Regions from separate parts of the Mus musculus genome. Here region 2 is linked to region 1. A link is a contact called in public HiChIP or PLAC-seq data. All regions are on one chromosome and are shown on one strand. The core of a region is the stretch at or near the end of the contact, and the rest is flanking DNA. Distances in the headings are between cores, read along the strand shown. Region 1 holds the start of Rac2 (Rac family small GTPase 2). Region 2 has its middle 7.0 kb from the start of Mir7676-2.

Region 1 (5,026 bases), core at 1,588-4,087:
CCCAAACAAGCCAAGGAATGACTATTATAACATTAAGAGGAAGAACACTGTCACTTAAAAAAAACAAAAAACAAGCAAGCAAACAAACAAAAAAACCAACTAGTGATAAAACTTTCCTCTGTCCACTGTCAGGTTTGTTAGCAAATTTCAAGGTATCTGTAGCAAGAGCCAGCAAGGAGGCTCAGAGGGGAAAGAACTTCCTGCCAAGTCTGATGACCTGAGTCTGATCCCCAGGGTCCCACATGGTGGAAGGAGAGAACCGGCGACTTCCATGGGTGTGTGCGTGGGCACGCACACAAATACATTTTCCATTTTAAAAGCAGCCATGGGTCTCTCTTTGTGCCAGGTTTCCACATACACAAATCCAATATGCAAAGGCTGACATTTCCCCTTCATCCAAGGAGTGGCAAGGAAATTCAATTTGAGAATTATTAGCTACAGTAGTGCTGAGAGTAATAAGGAAGCAAGAAGTGAATCTTTTGAGAAAGGTGCCTGACCTTTCTGGGAGGAAATGGTAAAATTTTATTGAAAGATATAAAGGAGAAGGTGAAGATGCTAACAGGCAGACAGAATGACTATCACAAGGATGTCAGGTCCCTACTCGCTGCTGCAGGTTGAACGCAGGACAGCCCAGGACTCTTATGTCATTTGCTTGAGCTTATTCCACAGTGTAGATGGAAGAGCAGAGATTCATCAAACACTAGAACAATCCTGAAGGAATGTAAGAGAGGCACGTTTCTCCTAGGCTTGGAGCTGGGGTAACTGAAGCAGGCTTGTGTCAGCCCCTGGGTGGATGGGAGGACTAGCAGAGAAAGGGGCCAAGGTTTGGTTTGCAGGTGACAGTCTTGGTCCACGAGGCTTCTTGACTGCCCATTCACTGGGAAAAGATAGGTAGAACTTTGTTTAATAGATGGCACTCTGGGATGATGGTCTGTGTCCATTGTCAGCACGACAGAGTCACCTGGGAGAAAGACATCTGGAGCACATCGATTTGAGGTGGGAAGATCAGCCCACTGTGGGTGGCACCATCCTGTAGGCTGGGAAACTGCATTGTGTTAAATGAAGAAAGGATCTGAGCAGCAATGCGCTCATCGTTGTTTCCTGATTGTGGGCAACCAGCTGCTCCAAGCTCCTGCTACTCTGACGACTTCCCCACTGTGATGGATTCTAACCTTGAACCATGAACCAGAATAAACCCTTTCTCCCTTCTGTCGCTGTGGTCGGAGTATTTTTTTTTCATAGTGATAGGAATAGAAACTAAGAAAGCCCTAGAGAAATCAAATCAACATCTCACAAAACCTACTAGCAGCCCCTTTGTCATCTAAAATCCACTCTGTGTATCAAGGTCACTGTCTGTAGACAGAAACTGTACACACTTTGTAGAATATCTTTGTGAAATTGCATAGGAATGCTTAAGAAAGAATCACTCAAAGAGTATCAATCATTAGGGAAGAAAAATTAAAGTTGACCACATACAAATAAACCTTTATAAATATCACAGCTTCAAAAAAAATAATTCCACATACTGGAAATGAACTATGAAACGGTTATAGCAATTCACACTTGAAAAATCAAACACCGAACTTCTCCAAATAAATATGAGGGGAAAAAATACTCCAGTAGAGAAATGGACAAATACACAAATAGTAACTTGTGTAATAGGAAACCCAAAAGTCCAATAAACAACTAAAAACACAAATGCCCAACAAAACACCTGCAAACACAAACACCCAACCAAACACTTATAAACACAAATGCCCAACACAAGGCGAGTGTAGTTGATATCATCAAAACGGCAAGAAGCCTACGACAGTTTGTAGGTAGGATTTTCGGTTTGGAGTGGTTTCCCAGCTAGGATCTTGCTGTATCGCTCGATGGCTCTGGCTGCCTTGGAACTCTCACTCTGAATCCTGGACTCAAGCTCCCAGCAATCCCTTTGTCTCAGCTTCCTGAAAGCTTAGATTGCACCATGCTGTGAGAAGGTTTGGACTTGCCAAACTTCTACCAGCTTGCTCTACTGCATCTGTCCCTGACTCTTCCTCCTCCTCCTCCTCCTCCTCCTCCTCCTCCTCCTCCTCCTCCTCCTCCTCCTCCTCCTCCTCTCACTCCTCCTCCTCCTCCTCCTCCTCTCACTACTCCTCTTCTTCCTTCTCTTCCAACTCCTTCCCTTTTCCCTATCCTCCCTCCTCTCCTTCCTCCTCCTCCCCCTTTTCCTCCACTTCCTCCCCTCCCAATTTCCCCCCTTCCTCCCCTTCCTCCTTTTCTCCCCTCTCCTCTACCTCTTCCCTTCTCTCTTTCCCTCCCCCTCCTTTGCCTTCTCTCTACACACTGGCCCTTGCTTAGGCAGCACCCCCCCCCCCCGGGCCAACTTTGTTTGACATCACACGTCATAGCCACCAGTTTTCCCTGCTGGTGACTCTGAGGTCACTCTGTAGCTCTCCCTTGGCCCATGTCTCCTGCCTTGCTCACAGCACCTGTGGTGTGGTTTGCCTTCTCTACAGAGCAGGAACTCCAGGACAACCTGGCTTCCTGCATTTTAGAGTCACCAGCTCCCAACACAATGCCTGATACACAGTAGGCACTCAAGTGTTTGCCCATGGGAGTCAGGCCAACTGACTTCTTGGAGGATGCAGATTCTTCGAGAGCAACTTTGTCCCTGCCCTGGCTTAGGAAGTGAATCTTCAATTCTCTAGGGTGCCTGGGTTCCCTTTGGAGCCTAAGTCAAGTGCCCTTGGTGGCCTGGGCCCAACCTAGCACCTGTGGGGCCCCAGGTCCTCTTCCAGACCGCATGCTCCACCCCCTCAAGGCTGTGGGGCAGCAGCTTGGGTAAGTTCCTCTTCCGTTTCCTCCCGCCTCTTGAGCTGGGGTGCTGCTCCTCACTGCCGGGTACCTCCTAGCCACTCCATACCACTGGTGTCCACAGCAACGCTCCTGGCCCCCAACTGTCATCCCTGGCTGCTGGGCCTCAGATGCAATGCAGGCCATCAAGTGTGTGGTGGTGGGTGATGGGTAAGTACCTGGCTGAGTTGTCTCCCACCCCTACCAGGATGCCTCTGAGATCCTCCCTGGTACACCCACAGATTCAGGGCTCCCAGGAGGTTCTGGGGAAAGTCGCTTCCTTTCCTTGTAAGGGCTTACAAGGAACATTTGGGGTGGGTCTGGACTGCTCCCTGTCCTTCAGCCTACCCCACTCCGGAAGCTACTTGGGTGGAGGGCCTGGACTGTGGGTGGGGTGCTGCTATTTGCCTGTACCCTGAGAGCTGGGACAGGGCTCCTACCGGGCCAGCATCAGTTCAGGGTACAGGTACGAGGAGGGAAATCAGCAGCTTGCCCTTCGGACCTTTGTTTCCCAGGCTGGCCCAGGCTCTAGTTGCTGTCTTGCTGGGCCTAGGGGACTTCTGGCAATCTCCAAGCTTTCTGACTCTCAGTCCAGCCTCTGCTCTTAAGGACTCCAGAGGGCAGGCTGGCTGCAGCCCTGCTAAAGTCTGATAGTCATTGTCAGATCTTGGGACCACAGGCTCTCATAACCCAAGGCCTGAGTTTCTTCATGTGTCTCCCATATATTCCGACACATTAGGGTGCAGTCCTCAAGTCTATCTTGGGTCCCGCTAGATCCATCCTCACATGTACTAGACAGCCATCTTCAGTTCGAAACGGGGAGGGGCTGAGGCCTGGAGACCTTTCCTGGCTTAGGTCCCAAGGTCACACACACTTTGGCTCTGCTGGTGGCATAGGCTATCTACCTCCTCAGCTGACTAGGTCCGACTTGGTCGCTGCTGCAGCCGCCACCGCGCTAGGGTGTCAGCCGTTATCTGTGGCAGCTGCTCTGCTCACTTCTGCTTTGTGTCTGATCTGGGGGAGGAGGGGGCGGACACGGAGGGCCGGAAGTCAATGATTCTATGCATTCAAAGTTACCTGGGTGGCAGGCTGGGGCTTGAGGGCAGAGGTTTAGGGGGCAGGGACAGCAGAGCAACCTCCTCGAGTGGGAAGTGACTTAACGGAATTGTACTGGGGAAGGCCCGGAGCTGTCCCTCTGGCCTCTCAGCTTCCTGCTGAATGACCTGGGTGACCTCCCAGCTTGGCAGGGAGATAGCTTAAATGGTGGTCATCTCCATTTATCCCATTTCTCTTTTGTATGTGGTCACCGGGCTGTGGCTCTCTGTATGATCTGTCTTCCACCAACCCTACTTACCATCACAGAGTTCGTTTTACAGGTGGGAAAGACCAAAACTCCGAAAAGTTACATAACCTGCCTTGGAGGCAGAGGATTTGAACCCAGGCCCCTCTGACTTCAAAGAGGGGCGATGGGCAGTCCCTAACAGTCATTAGTTGGTGCCACTTCTATGGCACCGGGTTCAGTGTCTTAGAAGTATCAGTTATTTTACTGGGAAGATGGGCTTGTCCTTGTTGTCTACATGGGGAAACTGAGGTACAAGGTGCTTAGGTGACTTGCAAAGTTGTGTAGATGGCAAATGATGGAGGCAGGATCTGAAGCTTAAGAGAGACACGTGACAGTCTTACCCAGCTCTCCAGGGTCCTCTGTTCGGCCCCATGGTCATCTGTGCCTATCACCTGTATCCCACACACTGGTACATGTACAGTACTGGAGTTCTCCTCAGATGTGTGGCTCACACCCATGGCTAAGACTGAAGTCAGGTTCTTTATGGGCACTGCACGGGGTAGAGCACACTGGTATGGGGTGTCTGGGATTGGGAGACTGGAGCCTGAGTACAGTTCCCGCCTCCCCTTCATCTTGACCTTGGTGAAGGGGAGCTATGACCTTGGTCTCTCCTGCATCTTGTCTCTTGTCTTTCAGAGCCGTGGGCAAGACGTGTCTTCTCATCAGCTACACCACCAACGCCTTCCCTGGAGAATACATCCCCACTGTGTGAGTGGCTTCTTGGGGGCTGTCCCCTGTGGGGGCCTGAGACCAAGTAGGCTGGTAAGGCTAGAGAGACTCTCCATTGTGGGGAAGCTGGCTGGTGATCCGACATGCAACGCAGTGACTTATGCTAAGTCTTAGAAT
Region 2 (5,026 bases), core at 1,664-4,163, 220 kb after region 1:
TCTTAACTGTAGTCCCCCTGTAAAGTCAAAACGAAGAAGCAGGTCACATACTTCCAACAATTAATGGCGCAGGATATACATTACCATTCCCAAAGGGTATACATAGAGCATAGTGAGAAAATGCTGGACCAAAACAAGACTGACAGCCAGATGGACAAACTCCGAACTCTGCATCTTCATGTCAAAACACTCTTCAGATCTCCAGCTCCTTTCAGCCTTGCTGACTGTATCACACTTCCTTTTCTAGGGCTGATCCAACCCAGTGTTAGCAGCCTTCTTCAGCAGGGATGCCAAAGAGCCTTGGGCATCTTCAGCATCTCAGGGTCTCTAGGGCGATCCAGGCTTCATCTTCACAGATTCATGCAATGGCTTCTTTAGGCCTCCATTCAGTAAGTCTGGCTTCAGGGACTTTCTTTTGACATGGAGGGAGATTCTACAACTCCTTTCTTATATCCTTGTCTCTGAACTCATAACCACATAGCTGAAGCTGCCAAGTTCCATTACTCGCTGGGGCTGGAACATGGCCTCTTTATTAAAATACATTACCTTCTCTTTCAAATACATTTTCACCAGCTTTCTGGTTTCAATGGTTTTCTTCACTGCCTAAGCTTGGATGTCCTGGAAATTGCTCTGAAAACCAGGTTGGTCTTGAACTTTGAGATCTGCTTGTCTCTGCCTCCCCACTTCAGGTATTAAGGCATGTGCCAGGCCCTACGCTTTGCTTAAATACCTTTCCATGTGTTGGAAGCTTGGCAGGGCGGCATCTTACCTTGACATCAACCATTCCCTGTATTCCATCTAACATCAAGTATTTCTTTAATCTTTTTATGTCCTTGAACACAGGATTGAACTCCATTGAACTTCCTGGTGCTCCCTTTCGCAAACTACATTTTGTATTTTTCCTAGCTCAGCTTGTTCATTTTCATCATAGAACTGTGTAAGTCAGACCAGCAAGAGCCATATGACACAGCCCATGCTAGGCAGCTTCTCACTGTCCTCCGCCAAAGCTTTTAATGCATAACTCTTCAATTTAGCCTCAGGTTGGCTTTTTACATAATGGCAGAAAGCAGCCATGTTCTTAGCCAAAACATCACAAGAATTGTTTCTGGGCCCCATACTAATATCCCCCTCTGAATCCTCCCGAATTGTGTCCACACAGTTTAAATAACCCTTAGCACCATTGTGTTCCATGCTCCAGCTAGTATGACCCAGTAAACCTTGCTTGAATTGCCCAATTGCTCTTCTAGTTCAAAGCCCCAAAGGGTTCCATATTCCTCCAAACGAAAGCATTGTCTGGCCTGCCATGGCAGTTCCCCTGGCCCCGCTACCAACTTCCATCTTAGAGTCTTATTGCTGTGAAGAGAAACCATAATCACAGACACTGGGCCTGGCTTGAGCATTGAAGCCTAAATGCCCACCCCCAGTGAAACAGGTCCTTCAATAGGTCCATATCTCCTCTAGCAAAGCCACAGCACTTAATAATGCCACTCTTTATGAACCTATGGGGCCCATTTCCATTTAATCCACCACAGTCCTATTTCAGAAAAGAGTGATGATTCTCCTCTTCCTCCTTCTCCTCTCTGCCCTCCTCCTCCTCCTTCCTCTCCTCCTCCTCCTTGTTCTCCTCCTCCCTGTCCTCCTTCTCCTTCTCCTCCTTCTCCTCCTCCTCCTTCATTGTCTTTGTAGTCATCGGTCTTTGTCTTCTTCTACCTCCTCCTCTTCTTCCTCTTCTTCCTTCTATTTTTCCAGTGCCATCCAAAGATGATGACTGCATTTCTGCATTGCTGTACACTCTGGACCCTCTCACGTTCTATCTTGATCATTTGCACATTTTTCCTAAACATGGCTGCTCGGCGATGTCCATTACAACGGGAATGGCTTTCTTCCATCTTTGTCATTCAATCTTGTTTGCAGCTCCCGAGGCTTCCAGCTAGCTTGTCTTGTTTCTCTTACAACACTTGAATGAAATTGTTCATGAGCTTCTTTCAAGAGTCTTACTGAATTATTCATCCATGAGATTAAAACCACAAGGGGAAAAAAGCCCTGATATTGCTAGCAACACCATCAAAGCATGAGCCTAGCTGAGCCTTGATTTGTGCATCCTTGATTCCTATCAAAAGAATCCTTGAGATACCAAGCCTGAACCATACAGGTAAGCATCCCTCCCCCCACCCATCTTCCCTGCTTGCTGAGTCCTCTGGGCATGCCGAGCTGTCCTGAGCAGCCTGCTATCCCAGCGGGACCTCCATTCTCACCCACATCTCCTTCCACCTTCATCTGACCTGTTGAGCCTAAACCATACAGTTGATCTTCCCTTCCCCCTCACCCCTGCTTGCTGAGTCCTCTGGTCATGCCGAGCTGCCCTGAGCAGGAACTTCCTCTGTGCCCCTTAGAGCGTGCCATTGCGCCAGGGCAACTTCTTTCTCCTGTGTTGAAATTCCTTCAGAATTGACATCATAGTCATGAGCTCCACAATAATTGATTACTGTTCTGTCATTTCAATCACAAATATACTTTCTTTACAAATACACTTATACAAGAATGCTATCTATCCTATTGATAAGCACAGCAACACCTGAAAGTCAAGTAGCACGGAGCAGAAACCGTTCGCACTCAGGTAGATCTGTGTTAAAATGCCTCCCTGAACTTTCATTTCCTAGTTGGCTTGTGACCGACGGCTATGAAGGACGGCTATGACAACTACATGGAGGTGGGAATGAAGGAAAGGGGAGCTTTGACATATAATTGGCGAATCTCTTTTTACTATTTGTAGATTAGCTGAAATTTAAATTGTTTGTTAGAATTTTTATTGTTTTTGTTTATGAAATTAGTGAATCCAGGGCTGGAGAGATGGCTCAGAGGTTAAGAGCATCAACTGCACTCCAGAGGTCCTGAGTTCAATCCCTAGCAACCACATGGTAGCTCACAACCATCTGGTGCCCTCTTCTGGCGTTTCTGGAGACAGCAACAGTGTCCTCACATACATAAAATAAAGAAATCTGAAAAGAAAAGAAAAGAAGAGAAGAGAAGAGAAGAGAAGAGAAGAGAAGAGAAGAGAAGAGAAAAGAAATTAGTGAATCCAGAAGTTGCTCAATATATTCTGAACTGATTACTAAAGTATCAGAATAAGGAGATTTTGTACAGAGACTTAATCAGGTGGGTACTCAAAAGGCTGAGCAGGTGTAGACACCTGCCACGAAGCCCGATGCTGTGAGTTCAGTCTCTGGATCACACTTGTTGGGAGGATGGAAGTGGCTCCTCCAAGTTGTCTTCTGACCTCCACATGTGAACCGTGGCTGGTGTACACCCATAAACAAACATATATACACATTTAAATAAGGAAGGAATGAATAGGAAAATCTGATTAGGATAACCACTTCTCTTGCTTACTTCAATGCTACTGAACTCTTTCTGAACCACTCAATGATGTAGTCACACAGAACAATAGAAATATCATTTATAATCTGAAAACGAAATCTGTAAACAAATAAGGCCAGGCAAGCCCCTCATTACAAACTGACAAATGTTCAGTATGGCCTTATTGAAAGGGACCAATTAATCTAGCAAGGCCTTGTACACAGAGAACCTGGTATCAAATTCCATCAAATTGAACTGATGGCCCTGTGATTTCTCCCACAGGAGGAGTCCCTGTGTGGCGTGCTGCCAAGTCCTGTGGCATGAAATAAGGCCAAGGAGGTGAACAGCAAGAGATGGAATGTTCTGGAAGAAGACCAAGCTCCTGAAGGTGCTGAGACACCAGGGGGTTCCCAGGCTGGGGGGCTTCATCTTGCGATTTATAGCCCCACATACAGGTCTCAGCACAGTTGACACCTGCAGTAGTATTGACTAATACAGAGGAATGAGTGGGGAGGGGGGCTTCTGAGGCAAGGAGGTATGAGCCCACATGGGACTTCTCTTACAGAGTCACACAGGATAGACTGTCTTTCTCTGGTAATGCATTGTCATGAATGTGTGAAATGTTCGCTTGGGCAAAACATAGATAACAAAACAGGATGCCAGAGTTTACTGTTGGCTTGTCCCAGGAGTGCGTTCTACTTAGATACACCAACTTGCCGGACTCCCAGAGAGGTTAGGGATTAAGCATAAACCACATGGATTGTGTACCTTTTAGATATTTGGTACTCTTCTCGGTGAATAGGAGGAACACTCCCGACAGCCAGCTTTCTGTCTGTCTTTCAGGTTGCAGACACAGTGCAACAGTCAGACTTTGAGAGAAGCTGTTCTTTTCTTTTTTTTTTTTAAAGAATTATTTTATTTATGAGTACACTGTTGCTGTCTCCAAACACACCAGAAGAGGGCGTCAGATCCCACTACAGATGGTTGTGAACCACCATGTAGTTGCTGGGAGTTGAACTCAGAACCTTTGGAAGAGCAGTAAGTGCTCCTAACCTCTGAGCCATCTCTCCAGCCCTCCCAGTCCCTGAGAAGCTGTTCTTAGTGCCCAAGCATCCATGGGCAGAAAGGGTAGAGTCCCAGATCATGTCTCCACCCATGGCTTAGGGAAGAGGTTCAAAGGCCACGGTCCATGATCTTCTCCTCTTGGTCCTGACAATGAGCAAAGGATGAAAGTCAGCTTTTAGCAAAGCAGGAGCCCTGCTCACCGCTGAGACACCATGGCAAGGATGTGTTTATCCTTGGAGATTACAGTACCCAAAATAAAATGTAAACTATAGACATATTTTCTTTGCTTTGTACTTTTACATAGGTTATTTCTTCTGTTACAAAACAACTGTGGATGCAGCATTGGAAATGGAGGAAATCAATAGTAAGCCTGGAATGGGAAGGCCTGACTCTATCTGTAAGTGTGTATAACAGGAAGGTAGGAGTCCACACGATAAAAGACTAAATCTCCAACCATGGACACTATTGTCTTAGGAACCACAGATGTAGCATGCTGCGTGTCCTGCTCTGTGCCAATTCCAGTCAAGGTTCCCTGAAGGCATCTCTGCACTCTCGTGTCTACTGTAACAACAATCAATTCTATATGTCTTCATTATTCTTTCAT

What was found. HiChIP or PLAC-seq counts read pairs in DNA pulled down with a chosen protein or histone mark.
Region 2: an H3K27ac HiChIP or PLAC-seq map of acute myeloid leukemia shows a contact between it and region 1, with 2.2 times the contacts expected there. The contact joins the enhancer-like site here to the promoter of Rac2 in region 1. A contact is called at or near these places in 2 of 39 promoter capture datasets (cranial neural crest and hippocampal neurons), 10 of 484 Hi-C or Micro-C datasets (the HL-1 cell line, the N1E-115 cell line, adipose-derived mesenchymal stem cells and 7 more), 3 of 115 datasets of contacts at active chromatin or transcription factors (the SCID.adh cell line, acute myeloid leukemia and bone marrow-derived macrophages) and 2 of 9 other capture datasets (adipose tissue and embryonic stem cells).

Annotation. Positions count from the first base shown.
Region 1 is chr15:78,570,594-78,575,619 of GRCm38.p6, reverse strand. Rac2 (Rac family small GTPase 2) reads left to right here and starts at 2,837. Exons shown (of 7, transcript NM_009008.3): 1 at 2,837-3,009; 2 at 4,817-4,888. The coding sequence starts at 2,975. Gm36738 (predicted gene, 36738) reads left to right here. Exons shown (of 2, transcript NR_155437.1): 2 at 948-1,209.
Region 2 is chr15:78,353,083-78,358,108 of GRCm38.p6, reverse strand. No RefSeq gene overlaps it. Among named protein-coding and RNA genes, the nearest start is that of Mir7676-2, 7.0 kb to the right of the region's middle. Within about 2 kb of position 2,913, at least 17 of the 459 cell types and tissues checked have an H3K27ac peak or open chromatin away from gene starts, as enhancers often do. A contact at or near this core is called in acute myeloid leukemia and bone marrow-derived macrophages, where this site is marked.